Linked DNA regions of Ovis aries: region 1 is linked to region 2. A link is a contact called in public Hi-C data. All regions are on one chromosome and are shown on one strand. Each heading gives the region's core, a stretch centred on a gene start, on an enhancer-like site or on the middle of the called end of the contact. The rest is flanking DNA. Distances are from core to core; before and after follow the strand shown. Region 1 holds the start of LOC121819851 (keratin-associated protein 16-1-like). Region 2 holds the start of TBC1D14 (TBC1 domain family member 14).

The links. Hi-C and Micro-C count contacts between places; a contact is called where the count stands out from the background.
Region 1: a contact with region 2 is called in a Hi-C map of liver, with 3 times the contacts expected there. The contact joins the promoter of LOC121819851 here to the promoter of TBC1D14 in region 2. A contact is called at or near these places in 6 of 16 Hi-C or Micro-C datasets (blood, hypothalamus and liver).

What each region holds. Positions count from the first base shown.
Region 1 is chr6:114,264,733-114,267,458 of ARS-UI_Ramb_v3.0, forward strand. It overlaps LOC121819851 (keratin-associated protein 16-1-like), which reads left to right and starts at 1,452. Exons shown (of 2, transcript XM_042251672.2): 1 at 1,452-1,519. It overlaps GRPEL1 (GrpE like 1, mitochondrial), which reads right to left and starts at 1,196. Exons shown (of 4, transcript XM_004010013.5): 1 at 1,115-1,196. The coding sequence starts at 1,176.
Region 2 is chr6:114,111,266-114,113,965 of ARS-UI_Ramb_v3.0, forward strand. It overlaps TBC1D14 (TBC1 domain family member 14), which reads left to right and starts at 1,299. Exons shown (of 14, transcript XM_060417691.1): 1 at 1,299-1,338. All of the region lies in intron 1 of LOC121819852 (a long non-coding RNA gene), which reads right to left.

The sequences.
Region 1 (2,726 bases), core at 202-2,701, 150 kb after region 2:
CCCCAAGGACACAGGAGCTTGGCTGGCTACAATCCAAATGATCGCAAAGAGTTGGACAAGACGGATCACGCACACACGTCCAGGCAATCAATGCCAGTTACAAAAATCGCAAATTGAGCCAACCGCCTGTACTCACTCAAGACTCCCCAGGCGGGTTTGTTCCCACGCTGTCTATACAATGGATCAGGCTAGAATCGCAGCTTCATCCCCTCGCCCTGTCCTCGTCCCCTTTTACCGACCCGTTTACCGTCTCACCATCACTAAATAAAGCTCCTTGAGGCCAAAGTCCGGCTCCCTCTCCGCGCAGCTTCTACTCCCATGTTCGGCCCAGAGCAGCTTCTCTTAACAGATAACCTGGTTCTCCGAAGCTCCCCCCAACGTGGAAGGTGCTAGTTCAGTTCACTCGCTCAGTCATGTCCGACTCCGCGATCCCATGGGCTGCAGCAAGCCAGGCCTCCCTGTCCATCTCCAACTCCCGGAGTTGACTCAAACTCATGTCCACTGAGTCGGTGATGCCATCCAACCATCTCATCCTCTGTCCTCCCCTTCTCTTCCCGCCTTCAATCTTTCCCAGCATCAGGGTCTTTTCCAACGAGTCAGTTCTTCGCATCAGATGGCCGAATTACTGGGAGTTTCAGCTTCAGTATCTGTCCGCTAAGCACGGACTAAACTAAGTTAGGAGGCCGGACTTTGAAACGACAGAAACCGCAAAAAAAAAAAAAAAACAAAAAACAAAAAACAAAAAGGAAAAGAAAAGCCAAGGAGAGGGCAGGGCCTCGTGACCTCCGCCGCGGCGTCACTGCTCTAAGTCAACGGCTCTCCCCCACGGTGGGTTAGGTAGGGGACTCCGCAGCACGCGGAGGGGGAGGAAGCTCGGGCAGGGCGGAAGGAGCCCGCTCGCCACCGACGCCTCGCGCGGGGAGCCGTCCCGTCCGCCCCGCGGACAGCACGGACAGAGAGGCGGCCGGGCAGGCCCCACAGGAGAAACCAGCGGAGCCCGCGCCCAGCGTCTGGAAGACCCCCCACGACGCCCAGGCCGGAGCCGGGCAGGGCTCGCGTCTGAGCCAGCGGGGACAGCGCGCCCCTCCTAAGCCTGGCCATCGGCGCCCCTTACCTGAGAGACAACGCGAAAGCCGGGAGGCTGCGCCGCGCCAGCCGCACACACCGAGCCGCCATGACTGCTGCCGGCACTGCGTGCGCTCACCGGGCATGCGCGAGACTCTATTCTTGCTTCTCCCGCCCAATTGCTTCCCCTCAGCCAATCAACCACCGTTTTTCCACTGATGGACAGGCCATATTCACCAATAATTGCCGGCCTGGACGGTGGGCGGGGTTTGAGGCCTTAAGAGGCCCCAGAAAGTGAAGCTGAGGTGAAAGGTGAAGGAAACAGACTCCTCCGTGGAGGGGCGTGGTCAAGGGAAGAACCAATAGAGAGAGAGCATGGGGAGGGCACCGGAAGTGCGGACTGAGGGGGCAAGGAGACTCTCGAGCGCGGTTTCCAGTGAGGCCCTCCCTTCCTGTACGTGCACCTCGAGGTTCGGGGCGCTCTTTGCTCTGGGAGGTGGCCAGACGCCAGGGCTTTTGCCTTTTCTCCCTCACAGCCCGAGCTGCTGGGACCGAGCCAGACTCTGGGTGCTCAGTGTAGGCTAAAGGCAAATAGGTCAAGGACGAAAGCTCGTGGACGGGCGACCGCAGGGCTCCAGGAAAGTCGGTTAAAACAGCGTTAGGCGGTCACCGCCCGTCCTGCCGGCGACTTCGCAGCGCAGGAGGGCTGACTGGTGGCCGGAGGGGGCTTCCGTCGGTACTGTGGGTTTTGTTAAGGCAAAACCCGGGAAGCCTGTGTGGTCCAGCGCGGAGGCGTCGGGCCTGGGCAAGGAGACTTAGGTGGTGTGTTTCGTTTGCACGCCTTCCACCTTCAGTTTTCTCAGTGTGTTAGTCGCTCAGTCGTGCCCGGCTCTTTTCGACCCCATGGACTGCAGCTCATCAGGCTCCTGTGTCCATGAGATTCTCCAGACAAGGATACTGGAGTGGGTTGCCATCTCTTTTTCCAGGGAATCTTCCCTACCCAGGGATCAAACCGGGATCTCCTGCGCGGCAGGCAGATTCTTTACCGACTGAGCTACAAGGGAAGCCCAATTTTCTCAGAGTAAGACACCAAAGCATACCAAGAACAGCATCGAAGACGACTTCTGGGGACACAACCAAAGCTCATAAAATCCGAATGTTTTCGTTACTCTTAACAAATGCCAGTGCTACTGTGTCTCGTGCCGCGAAGGAGCCCAGGTGCTCCTTGTACCTGGGTGTCGCAGCTGCTGTCCCCTCTGCCCGAATCGCAGAGCCCGTGGTGTCCCCAACGGAGTGCTGCCTGCGTGTCCCATCTGTGAGGACCAAACCTCTGTTCTGCTTTGCTTCCATTGAGAGCACTCATCACGTTGAATGTCAGGCCCTGGGCCACTCGCAGAAGGAGGCAAAAAGTCAAATCCAGAACGTAAGACGTTCTGCTGGGCAAATGACCCCAGTTAGGGGTCTAGAGGGAAAAAGGAAGTAAGACTGTTTGAGAATTAGAGCACATAAAAGATGGACTGTGTGGACCTTTATTTGAATCATGATCGAACAAACCAACTGTGAAAAAAGATATTTGTAAGATAAAGGGGAAAGTCAAATATAAACTGTTAGATGACAGGAGTTATTGATATTTTTGTTAGGGAGAGGTGGCCTAATGTTTA
Region 2 (2,700 bases), core at 49-2,548:
GTTGAGGAACGGGTCAATAACTAGTGAACAAGAGGTCTCTTATTCCGGGGCTTTGCATGATCCTAGAGGTGGGGCATCTGGCCTCTGACTCCTCTCAGCTACTGACCAGCCCTGGACCTTGGGCAGGCGACTTCATCTTTCACTCTTTGTTGTTCAGTTGCTCAGTTGTGTGCAACTCTTTGCGACCCCATGGACTGCAGCAAGCCAGGCTTCCCTGTCCTTCACCATCTCCTAGAGCTTGCTCAAACTCATGTCCATTGAGCCAGTGATGCCATCCAAACATCTCCTCTGTCACCCCCATCTCCTGCCTTCAATCTTTCCCCAAATCAGGGTCTTTTCTAATGAGTCAGCTCTTCACATCAGGTGGCCAAAGTATTGGTGCTTCAGCTTCAGCATCAGTCCTTCCAATGAATATTCAGGATTGATTTCCTTTAGGATGGACTGGTTGGACCTCCTTACAGTCCAAGGGACTCAAGATCTTCGCTAGCACCACAGTTCGAAAGCATCAATTCAGTGCTCAGCCTTCTTGTCCAACTCTCATATCCATACATGACTACCGGAAATACCAGTTTTGACTAGATGGACCTTTGTTGGCAAAGTTTAATGCCTCTGCTGTTTAATATGCTGTCTAGGTTTGTCCACTCTCTACCCACTGTTTTTTTTGGGGGGGGGCGGGGGAAGGCGCCTGCATGTGGAAGCCCCACCAGGGATCCAACCTGCGCCACTGCAGTGAAAGTGGCAGGTCTTAAGCACTGTACCGCCAGGGAAGTCCTGCGTGACAGTTCTGATCACAGATCGTGTCTCTAGATTCTGCAATACTGACGGAAATAATGCAATGAACACTAGGCCAGCGGTTCCTAAACTTGTCTGCACATTACGCAGCTTTCAAAACAGTATCTTACCTCCAGAGACTGTGATTTAGTTGGTCTGAGGCGTGGCCTAGCCTTTAAATTTTTCAAAGATCTTCAGGTGATAGAGAAGTGCAGACAAGTTTGGGGAGGAGCGGCGCTGTGCCCTGTCTACCGGCTCAATAAGAGAACTGTCAGAAAAGCCCGTTTTACGGATGAAGAGACAAGGCCCGGCCGGGAAAGCCTCAAAGCGATATGCTCAAGGCTCCATGTTCCAGGCCGGAGCTCCGATCTTGCCCAGCTGGCCTCCAGCTTGCGGGCAGGTGGGGGGCGGGACCTTCCTCTCCCACACACCTGCTCGGGGTGGGCAGGGCCACCCATCGATGCGCTCCGCCGCTCGGCTCCCCACGCCTGGTCGCTGCCCGCTCGTGCCCCTTCCCCCTCCCAGCCGCTTCCCACTTCCAAGATGGCCGCGGGTGGAGCCGACCAGGTAAGGAGGCCCCCTGGTGGGTGTCCACGGGGGCTCTGAGGGCATGAGGATTCCCTCAGGCCTCCCCTCGCGGCCCTTTTTGGCCTTCGGGAGAGAAAAGGGCGGGCAATGCCGTCCCGGGGCCTGGAGAGAGCGGGCGACCGGGCTGGAGAAGGGGCAGAGGGACGAGCGTCGAGCTTAAGGAGCAGCGGCGGCGCGGCGGGGGTGGGGCGGTAGCCCGGGCGGAAGAGCGGCTGTGCCGGCAGGGGGCGGGGCGGGGCGGGGCGAGGACGCGCGGGGCGGGGCGAGGACGCGCGGGGCGGGGCGAGGACGCGCGGGGCGGGGTGAAGGCGCGCGCGGGCGGGGCGAGGGCGCGCGGGGCGGGGCGGGGCGGGGCGGGGGCGCGGGGCGGGGTGAAGGCGCGCGTGGGCGGGGCGGGGGCGCGCGGGGCGGGGCGAGGACGCGCGCGGGCGGGGTGAAGGCGCGCGTGGGCGGGGCGAGGGCGCGCGGGGCGGGGCGGGGGCGCGCGCCGCCGTTGGCCGCGGGCTCCTTGCCGGCACCTGCCTGGTCGGCTCGCCGCCTGCAGCGCCCAGCGTCTTCGCCGCGCACGTTGCGGGTCCCGCGGGGCCTGGGCTGCGGGCCCGCGGGCCCCGGGGATGGCGTCGGAGCCACGCTGACTCCGGTACTGAGGGCCTGCGGCGGGAGCCGGGCCGCGAGGGAGGGAAGGGGCCGGGCCGCGCGCGGGGCCGCTGCCACCTGCTGCCGCGTCGGCCGGAGCGGGGAGGCGGCGGCCCTGAGGCGCGGCCGGGCGCGTCCTGCCTGGCCTGCCCCCTCGGCGCTGCGCGGCCGCCGCTCTTTCCCGCGCCCGGGGGAGCGCGTGGGGCGCGGGGAGCACCGCTCCTTGGTGAGACGCGCGCCCCGAACCGCACCGTTTCCGGAACTTGACGGAAAGTTTTCACCCTCAGACGCGCGGGGCTCCGGGGCGGGAGACGAGCCGGCTCGGCGCGCGGAACCGCTCCCCCGACCCGCGAGAGCCCCGGGACCCCCTCCACTTCAAGGTCCCTGAGCCCCGGGACCCTCTCCATCTCAGAGTCTCTGAGCCCCGAGATCCCGCCACCTCAGGGTCCCTGAGCCCCGGCCCCCCAACCTCGGAGCCCCCCGGAATCCCCTCCACCTCACTGTCCCTGACCCCCAGGACCCCCTCCACCTGAGTCCCTGAGCCCCGGGACCCCCTCCACCTCAGAGCCCCCTGGGACCCGCTCCACCTCGGAGTCCCTGAGCCCCGGGACCCTCCCGCACTCCGCACCTCGGAGCCCCCCGGGACCCCCTGCATCTCAGAGTCCCTGAGCCCCGGGTCCCCATCCACCTCGGCGCTCCCCCGCC